Linked DNA regions of Mus musculus: region 2 is linked to region 1. The links are chromatin contacts, called in public Hi-C maps. All regions are on one chromosome and are shown on one strand. The core of a region is the stretch at or near the end of the contact, and the rest is flanking DNA. Distances in the headings are between cores, read along the strand shown. Region 1 holds the start of Cacna1a (calcium channel, voltage-dependent, P/Q type, alpha 1A subunit). Region 2 overlaps Cacna1a (calcium channel, voltage-dependent, P/Q type, alpha 1A subunit).

Region 1 (5,044 bases), core at 1,385-3,884:
ACATCACTTTCAAATGTTCCAAATGAACTCAAATGCTGCGTGTGGGCCAAGCAGGCTTTAACTAGCTGAAGATTTGCCTTCTTAGCCTCTCCCCCTCTCCCTTTCACATTCTGCTTTCCAATCCACACATATTTAGGCTTAATGAAATTCATGACAAATCATGATCCCCTGCCTCAGCCTCTGAGTTCTATGATGGCAGACCTGCACCTATAAAAAACCCAGCTTCTTTATTATTAAAACAATTTTAATTGTATTTTTAATTTTGTGTATGTGTATGGAGGTCAGAGCACATCTTGTGATAGTCTGGTTTCTTCCATCATATGGATTCTGGGAATCCAACTCACGTCAGCAGGCTTGGTGGCAAGCCCTTTTATCCAGCGAGCCATCTTGCTGGTCCCCTAAATCCATTCCTTCTTTTAAAAACTTTGTTATTTCATTTTATATGTATGAGTGTTTTGTTTGAGTGCATGCCTGTGCACCACATGCACACCTGGTGCCCAAGGAAGCCAGAAGATGGTGTTGGATTGCCCAGAACTGGAGTTACAGCTGGTTGTAAGTCACCATGTGGGCGCTGGGAATCCAACTGGGGTCCTTTGGAAGAACAGCCTACATTCTACCTTCTAAGCCACCTTTCTAGCTCCCCAAACTATTTCTTGGTACATCTGCTTTAGAAGTTAAGTTTCACATCCTATAATCCTGAAGCTACTACGTGTATAGAGCCTGAAACACTGCCCATACAAAGCCTCAATCCACAAGCAGGCAAGTTCACATGCATATGGTGTCTCAGGCAATGCCGTACTGTGGCCCCAAAAGAAAGAACCCAGATGCCCATTAAAAATAAAAAGAAAGAAAGAAAGAAAAAAGAAAGTGGACAAGCAAATTGTAGACTTTTCTTTATAGAGTATTATACAGCAAAGAAAATGTGTCACCCACAGGTTCTGCAGAATGATGCTTATTATGAGATCAAAAGGAGCAAAGCATAACTCCTGCCGAGGAAGGCATGCCAAGGTCATAAATAAAGCTAAAAGAATTAGCAGAATGCTCAGGCAGAAGTTATACTGGCACTGGCCCCCGTGTAGGCCTGTAGGCGGGTTTCTGGGGAGCTGGCTTCCAGGAGGGTTCATTCGCAGCAATTCCTCAACTTGTTCATTTGTGATTTATGTAGTTTTCTCTGTGTTCATGGAGTTTCCAAATAGGAAGAAAAAAAAAAAAAGCAGGTGGGGTGATCCAAGTGCCTTATAGAGCAGGGGCCAAACCGAGCTAGGCCAGCAGCCCCCGCCTAACACCCTAGGTCTCAGTGAGTGGTCTGCTCCTGGGAGCTCACACGGGGGCTGCCACCAGGATCTCCTATACATTAGCTTGGATTGGCCCCCTGGGACCCACAGCCTTCCTAGAAGTGCCCCAAACCATTCTTCTAGCTCATAAAAACTGTCTTCTGCTCAACAGACCCACATTTGTTCAGCGTCGGCCACCCGCACCAAGTCTCCAGACCAAACCCTCTGGTCTTTTAAGTTTCTTCCTTCCTGTTGGGCACGCCTCGTTCTAGGCAGCGACGCGGACCTCGGGTGGCAAGCAAGGTCCCTTGTGCCGGAGGACTCTGTCCCGACTTCCCCCTGCGCGCCTGGCCGCGCCTGCTCTCGCGCTGGTGATTGGTTGCGCGTGTCGCCGGGTGGGTCTTGCTCTAGGGCGCAGGGCCGCGATCTAGCCCCGGCTCCCGGCCGGGCAGCTCCCTCCTCGCACCCCGCACCTCTTCTTTCAGCGGAGCTGGGGGGAAGGGAGGGAGGCACCCGGGGGTGGGATGCTGCCAGGCTCTGCCGCAGCCCGAACCTCTGCCGAGCGGCGCGCACCGCCCTCCCTCGCTCGTTCGCTCGCTCTCTCGCCTCCTTCCCCCCGTGGGGAATTTTCAAGACTGCGCTGCTGCAATTTCCCCCCGGCCGAGGCTGCGCCGCGCCTGGCTGCGCGCACACACGCTTCCGCGCGCAGAGGAGCCGGCGGCTGCTGAATCAGGAGGAAAACAGATCGGCTTTTTTTCAAAGCCGGGGACCAGCGGCTCCCTGAAGCCTCCGAGCCCCGCCGCGCCCCTGCGCCCCGCTCCTCCGCCCTCTGCTCTCCAGTCGGGTTGAATTTGGGGGAGGGGCTGCAGCGTTTTCAGGAATTTTCTATTCTTTCCAGGTCTAGGAAAGTCAGCAAAACAGACGGACAAATCCTTCGCTGCCACCCTCTTCCTATAGCAAAGACCTGGTTTTGTTTTTTTGTTATTTAATTCTTTTCTTTTTATTTTATTTTATTTTTTTACTAATGGGCCGAGCCCACGCCTTTAGCAAGATGCCAAGCTGACCCGGACCTCGGAGGAATTTGAAGCCAGTCTCTGCGTCCAAGGGAGGGGGGACGTCCTTCGTTTAGACTTCGCGTTTTAAAGGGGGTGTGCATTGGAGCGTTGCTTTAAAAAAAAAAAAAGCTGATCTTTTTACACTATTTTTTTTAACTGATTTTTTTTTAACTGAAAAAAATTTTTTTTCTTCTTCTCCGGAGTGGGTGGCCGGGGATCGCCTGGATCGCGTCCCCGGTTATTTTTGCCGCGCCCCTCCCCCGCGCCCCGCCCCCGCGCCCTCCCCCGCACCCCTCCTCCCGCCCGGGGTCACCGCCTCTGCCGGCATGTCCCGAGCCGCGCTCCCCGGCTCGGCCGGGCCGTCCCGCTCGTGAGCCCCCCGAGCTGAGGCCGGGCGCCGCCGCCCGATGGGCTGGGCCGTGGAGCGTCTCCGCAGTCGCAGGTGCAGCCGCCGTCCCCACAGCCCGGCCAGCCTGAGCAGCGGCGGCGGTGGTGGTGGTGGTGGTGGCGGTGGCCGTGGCTTCCGCAGCGCTCGCCGCAGCAACAGCAGCCGCCGCGTAACCCGAGGCCCTTTGCTCTTTGCAGAATGGCCCGCTTTGGAGACGAGATGCCGGGCCGCTACGGCGCAGGCGGAGGAGGCTCAGGGCCGGCCGCCGGGGTGGTCGTGGGCGCCGCGGGCGGCCGAGGAGCCGGGGGCAGCCGGCAGGGCGGGCAGCCCGGAGCGCAGAGGATGTACAAGCAGTCGATGGCGCAGAGAGCGCGGACCATGGCCCTCTACAACCCCATCCCTGTCCGCCAGAACTGCCTCACGGTCAACCGCTCCCTGTTCCTCTTCAGTGAAGACAACGTGGTGAGAAAATACGCCAAAAAGATCACTGAATGGCCATATCCTTTTGCCCCAGCCCGAGCGGCTGCGCCTCCCCTCCTCCTCTTCTTCCTCCTCTTCTTCTTCCTCCTCCTCCTCCTTTTCCTCCTCCTCTTTTTTCCTCTGCGGGGCTGGGAAAGAGACCTGGGGGCTGATGGGAGCTGGGGGGCTTCTCGGCGGATAGGGGCTGGAGATGGGGGCCCGGTAGCTGAGGGAGGCAGCCTCCAGGCCTGCTGGGCTGCCGCTGCAGAGTGAGCCTGCGAGTAGTTAGGAGGCTTGGGACTGGGGGAGTGAGTGGTTCCTTGTGAAGACCGAAGGTCTGGATCCTGGGTCGGGTCGCGCGGGGACACTGATGGGGGCTCTTCTGATGGGGTCTGACTTCTGATGGAGCCCTAGCTGGGCCAGTGCTTGGACGATTTGGGTTACAGGGTAAGAGAACCCATACATGTCTCCCTCAAATCCTTCGGAATAGTACCCCGATCTCTCAACCCTGGCCTTCCACCCAAGGTGGGATCCTCAGGCCTAGGGTATAGGATACCATGTGGCCTGGCCGTAGAGAAGCCATCCCTCAGTTAGTGGCTCTGGGTGGGCCACCAGCTGCATCTGGGGACTGGTTTTTTTTTTTTTAGTGGTTTGAGGGACACATCATCAGAAGCCCTGTGTGCAACTTCCATTCTCTCCTGTCACAGATCAGAACCCCTTCAGCGTTATTTTTTGGGGTGTAAAGAAACATAATGCCATCCATCTGGTGAGGCCCATGGCCTGGGAAGATTTGAGGTGTGTTGTTTCAGTATGAGGGAAGGCTGAAGGAAGGAAAAGAAGTGGGGACCCTTTGGAGGGCTTTTTGTGGGCTTGGGTTTAGCTTCTCATACACTGGGGACCTGGGTAGGAACACCAGGAGGGTCAGCCTCCATATAGACATCTTGGGCAGGTAGGCAATCCCCCTTCCATGAAAGACCCAGAGAAAAATGGCAAAAAGCCGTTTTTCCTCTGCGGAGACTGATTGCACACACAGTGCCCCTGATTCCATGAAGTCCTCATTTGCTTCCCATAAACCTGGAAGAGGACATGCTTAGCATCTGGGGAGATGCAGGCAGGCGCGGGTGGGTAGAGTTGAGGTTTCTCTGCCGTCTAAGCATGACCCAGATTCCTGGTGTGGGGGGGGGACACACCCTGCTCCCCAGGCTGGCTGGCCACCCTGCCATGCCCAAATGTGCCTCTTGGCTTTTCAGGCTCCAGTCTGTTGAGGGCCAGAATTATCTGGGCTGGTCAGGTCCTTAGAGTTTACAAGGGGTCCATAGCTCCTCTGTAATGGGTGGGGCCCTTCCGGCTCAGGCAGAGCTGGGCTCTCGGAGTTTCTGTTCCAAGAGCACAGAGGGCTGCATTCACTTCTGGGGGCTCCAGATGGTGGTTCCTGGGGCTGTGAAATCAAATCAAGAGAGCAGGAGGTTTCAGAGTACGGGGTTTACTTGGAGGCAGTGAAAATTAGGTGTCAAAGGCCTTTTTTTGAGGAATGTCTCCATAACCACAGTGTTATTGGTGCCAGGATTTTGCCCCTGAATTCCTCCTTGCAAAGGTGGGTCCTGAAGGCTGGCAGTGTGCACTCCCAGGCATTCCAACCCAGTAACATGTTCAGAGGATGTGTGACTTTAGTACACATTCTGGAAAGAGTCGCTGGGGCTTAGAGGATGACAGGGGGTACAAGCACAACTTCAGGTGGCGCTAGGGGCCGCCGTCTTGAGGGAGCAGTCACTGGCCTGATGGGGCTTTCTTGTTGAGATGACTTTCCCCCTCTCTGTAGCCTTAGAAGAGGAGGCAGAAGAGCTGGCGAGCCCCTCAATTGTCCTCAG
Region 2 (5,044 bases), core at 1,688-4,187, 52 kb after region 1:
TAGACCCCAGAGTGCACCTGGAAGTCTTGTAATGACTGGTGGGGGGGCTCTCTCTGCCCTTCTCCTGTTCTTCTCTGGGTCACTCAGATGCTCAGTCCTGAGACCCCTCCTCCCTGGACACCCTCTTCACCTCTCTTTCCTATGGGCATGTTGTTGTTCCCAGTGGCTCTCCAGGTTTTGCTGCCACCCCAGATCTTGTTGCTTTTGCCGCATGTCTCACATCCTGAGTACTTTCTTCATCACAATAACAAAATGCCTGACATAACTCACCTCAAGGAGGAAGGTTTTATTTTGGCTGACGGGATCAGAGACTTCATCCCAAGGTAGTGCTCTGTGCTCTTGGACAGCACAGTGCACTGGCAGGTGCTTGTGTGGAGGCTCCTCTACACTCTCTGTAGCCTGGAAAAGACAGGCAGATGGGGGACTGCAAGGTGGTCCTAGAGACCCACTTTTCCCAGACAGGTCCCATCTCTCAATAATGCCAGCACAGTAAGACTCCATCAAGGGGTGAGTCTGTTGATTAGGCCAGAGTCGGCATCTGGTTGTCACTGGAGATGTGCCTGTTTTTTCTCCTATTCGTTTGTGTGTGCATCTGTGTGTAGGTGTAAGACTGTGTTTGTGTGTGTGAATGTCTATGTTACCAGTGTATATGATAAGGGTATGTAGGTGTGCATGTACAGGTGTGTGTGGATATGAGTGGGTATATGTTTTGGTGTGTGTAGGTGTGAGTGTGTACATTGAATGTGTGAGGGCATGTAGGTGTGTGGTGCAAGTGTATGTGTGTGTACATTTGGTGTTTTGTTTTGTTGAGACAGGGTTTCTCTGTGTAGCTCTGGCTGTCCTGGAACTCACCCTGTAGACCAGGTTGGCCTCAAACTCAGACATCTGCCTCCCTAGTGCTGGGATTAAAGGCATACACCACCACAGACTGGTACAAGTGCATATATTTGTAAACATGCATGTCGATGTGTGTAGGTGTGTGTCTGTATTGTGAGGATGTATAGGAGAGTGTGTGTGGATGTATATATGTAGGTATGTGTGTAGGTGTAAATGTGTATAGTTCGAGTGTGTTTAGGTGTGGCTGTATGTTTCTGCACCTGTGTGCACAGGGCTGTGAGGCCAAGGTTCAGCCTTGGGCCTGGTTCTTTAAGCATAACTCACCTTGTGTTCTGAGAGGATCTCTCTGGCCTAGCTAATCAAGTAGTTTAAGCTAGCTGGCCAGAGAGTCCCAGGCAACCTCTTGCAAAAATGTTTTTTAAAGAGGCAGTTTTTCTTTGTCCCAGGCTAGCTCCCAAATGATAGAGATAGAGACTATAAGATTTATTTGATAAGCTTTATAACACAATAACTGGGTAGCTAATAATATATTCTAATACTCTAGAATACTCTGGCTACCTCCCAGCCTAAATCCCCATTTTAATATTGGTCTGCCTCTCTGGGCTTCGGGTGTTTCTCCATTTTGTCTCTCTGGACTCCTTACTCGTGACAAATCCTCTCTTCCTCTTCTCTCTCCCCTTCCTCTGGCTGGCAGCAGCCATATTCTTTCTTCTGCCAGGCATTGTCTGATCAGCTTTTATTGACAAGTCAGAACAATGTTTACACAATCTTGAAACAGGAAATACTTGGACTAAGACGACAATGCTCTGTCTGGATTGCAACGAGATATCAGGACAGAGAAACCAGCATTTGATTAATACAAGGATAATCTTTACACAGTGCACAATAACATTATGCCTACATCCTCCTGGCTCCATCTCCCTGGCACTGGGATTGCAACCACATCCAGATTTTATGTGGGTTGTGGGGATCTGACCTCAGGTCTTTGTTTGTGCAGCAAGCACTTTACTTACTAGACGTCCACCCGTCCTCCTGTATGTGTCGTAATGGACCTAATCCCAGAGCTGCCCACCTATGCTAGCTGGCTGGGCTCATCCCCCTGAGATCTGGAACCAAACCACCATCACTGCCACATTACCTTTGTTTCAAGGCCCTGTCTCTCCTTAGAGGAATTCTCCCATCTGAGCCTGTGTCTGGTGTGACTGATGTGTTGCAGGGTCTTGGGTGGGATCTCAGAGTTCTTGGGTTTGCGGAGGGCAAGCTGTTCTTCATGTTAAGGCTTGTGGCTTGGGCCCTTGGCAGGCTCTTGATACTTGACATAGAATCAGATACTTTTCCCTTCTGTTGCTAGGAAACTCATCTTTAAACAACCCAGTGGTCCAGGTGTGTTAATAAAAATGTATAGCAGGGACTGGGGAGATGCTTGGTGGTTAAAAGCACTTGCTGTCTACAGGGGACTTGTGTTTGGTTCTCCACATCCGTACCAGATGAGTGTTGTTATCCACTCCCAATTTTGCCACAGGGTGATTTGTGTCTGTGTGTATCTGTGTATATATGTTGTTTGTATTTGTGTGTGTGTTTGTGTGGTCTGTATGTATATGTGTATGTATACATGTGTTTGTATGTGTGATGTGCGTGTGTGTTTATACATGTTTATGTGTAGGGTGTGTGGTTTATGTGTGGTGAACAGTGTGGGTGAATGCATCTTTGGTCTGTAGTCTTTGACTCTGTGAGCATGTGTGTGTGCACATGTTTTGCTAATCTGTATTTCTTTCTGATTTGGGGACCTCCCTACTGCCCAGCCTCAGATGCTTCTCCTCCTACTCCCTGTACCTGCCTCGTTCTCATTTTCTTTCCCATCTGTACAGCCCACCTCCCTATTTTTCTTGCTTGTTTATCTGATCAGCATGCTTCCTTGTTGTCTGGTAACTTTTCTTAACTCAGGTCCAGTGCTCCCATCCCATCCCTGGGTCTTGCTGGGGCTCTGTCTGCTGAGCTGTGCAGGAGAAACCCCGCAGAGCCAGCCCTCTACCCTGTCAGCAGTGGTGATTCAGTGCTAAATTCTGCCTTGGAGAGAGAGGGACTTGGGGATGGATTGGGCACTGAGACAAGTGGTGGCTTTAATGAGCTTTTGCTGATTAGCTGGCTGTCTTCCATTCCTGAGAGGCCTGCAGTGTTCAGTCAGCAACTGGGTCTTGTGGACAGTCAGGGCTTTTTGCCTTTGTCTTGTGTGAGGTTTGGTGGGAAGTATCTTAACCATAGATTTGTTGGCTTTGGGGGCATTTATTGAAATTCTGAGGATTAAAACAAAAACATGCAGGATGGACATTTAAGAAATGTGAATGAAAAAAGGGAAAGAAAGAGAATTCTCTTTTTGGGATAATGGTGGCGCATGCCTTTACCCCCAGCATGCAGGAGGCAGAGGCAGACAGATCTCTGAGTTGGAGGCCAGCCTGGTCTATAGAGTGAGTTCCAGGACAATCAGGACTACACAGAGAAACCCTGCCTCATGAAAAGAAAGAAAAAAGGAAAAAAAAAAGAAAGAAAGAAGTATGGAATGAGGTTATGTATGTTCTGAGATGATGGAGTTCTTACTGTGATGTTCAGGGAAACAAATGATATAAACAGATGATGGGTGGATGTATGTATGTATGTGTGTGTGTATGTGCGTATGGATGGATGGATGGGTGGATGATGGATGGATGATTAATGAATGTATCCATGCATGGATGGGTGGGTGGGTGGGTAGGTGGGTGGATGGATGCATGGAATGGGTAGGTGGGTGGATGCATAGATGGATGGCAACAGATGGCAGATGGAGGATAGATGGATAATAGATGGATAGAAGATAGGTTGTTAGAAAGATAAATGATGGATATAGATGGTAACATATGAGATAGACAAAAGCAGGTAGTTGGGCAGGTGTGTATGTCTGCATGTGTGCACATGCATGTATGTGTTCACATGTGTCTCTGTGTGCATGCATTTGCGACACATGCAGTGTGCATACACATGTCTCTGTGTATATGTGGAGGCCAGCAGTTGATGCCCAATATTCCCCCCCCCAAGTGTCTGCACCTCTATTTTAATGAGACAAGGCCTCTCACAGAACCTAGCGCTCACTGGCCCACCAGCACTGGGGTCACAGGCACACACTGCCACACCTAGCTTTTTATGAGGGTGCTGGGGATCCAAACTCAGATCCCCAGGCCTGTGCAGCAAGCATTCTACCCACTGACCATCTCCCTAGCCCCTAGGTAAGTTATTAGATAAATAGATAAATGATTGAGTTGCAGATCTGATGATAGACACATGATTGATAGACTAATGGAACAGTAGGGCATTGCATAATAGATGACAGTCTGGTGACCTAGCATGGTCACATGGTCACCTCAGCTGGGACCACATGGCAGGAAGAGAACTGAATGCCCCATGTTATCCTCTGACCTACACATGCATGCACACACATGCATGTGCACACACTTATACACATGTATGCATGCACACACTAGTGCACACATACAAAGTGAATAAACAAATAGATAAGGTTTTTTGGGTTTTTTTTTTGGTTGTTTTTTTTTGTTTTTTTTTTTTTGTTTTTTGGTTTTTTTTTTGATTTTTTTTTTTTGTAAGACAAGACTACGTACAGACTTTAGCAGATAAGAGATAAAGCAGCCAGGCGTGGTGGCGCACGCCTTTGATCCTAGCATTCGGGAGGGAGAGGCAGGTGGATTTCTGAGTTCGAGGCCAGCCTGGTCTACAAAGTGAGTTCCAGGACAGCCAGGGCTATACAGAGAAACCCTGTCTCGAAAAACCAAAAGAAAAAAGAAACAACAACAACAACAACAAAAAAGAGATAAAGCAGTGTTTGGTAGTCACAGGCCTAGTGGCAAACCTCATATAGTAGATGGTCAGTGAAACAAGTAATTATGTATTTGTAATGTGGTAATACATTTGACAATCGATTATTCTAGAATACACTTCAGGAGATGGGTGCCATTCTCTGATGGAAATAGATCATCCAGAGTGCTGGGCTCAGTTTCAATGTGGCTTTATGCAAGTTACTTATTCTCAGTGAGTCACAGCATGTGGGACCGTGGCTCGGGGCTCATGTACCAACTTAGAAATCACCAGTGAGGGGCTGGGAGCTTGGCTCTGTGAGAGGCAGATGGATCATTTGCCAGTCATCAGCAAGGCCCTGGGTTTT

The links. A called contact is a pair of places that touch in the nucleus more often than the background predicts.
Region 2: a contact with region 1 is called in a Hi-C map of cortical neurons, with 1.7 times the contacts expected there. The contact joins the enhancer-like site here to the promoter of Cacna1a in region 1. A contact is called at or near these places in 11 of 484 Hi-C or Micro-C datasets (the AML12 cell line, brain, cerebellar granule neurons and 6 more) and 8 of 115 datasets of contacts at active chromatin or transcription factors (bone marrow-derived macrophages, embryonic forebrain, embryonic hindbrain and 2 more).

The regions. Positions count from the first base shown.
Region 1 is chr8:84,412,730-84,417,773 of GRCm38.p6, forward strand. It overlaps Cacna1a (calcium channel, voltage-dependent, P/Q type, alpha 1A subunit), which reads left to right and starts at 2,635. Exons shown (of 47, transcript NM_007578.3): 1 at 2,635-3,214. The coding sequence starts at 2,916.
Region 2 is chr8:84,464,209-84,469,252 of GRCm38.p6, forward strand. All of the region lies in intron 3 of Cacna1a (calcium channel, voltage-dependent, P/Q type, alpha 1A subunit), which reads left to right. Among named protein-coding and RNA genes, the nearest start is that of Cacna1a, 51 kb to the left of the region's middle. Within about 2 kb of position 2,938, at least 10 of the 459 cell types and tissues checked have an H3K27ac peak or open chromatin away from gene starts, as enhancers often do. A contact at or near this core is called in cerebellum and cortical neurons, where this site is marked.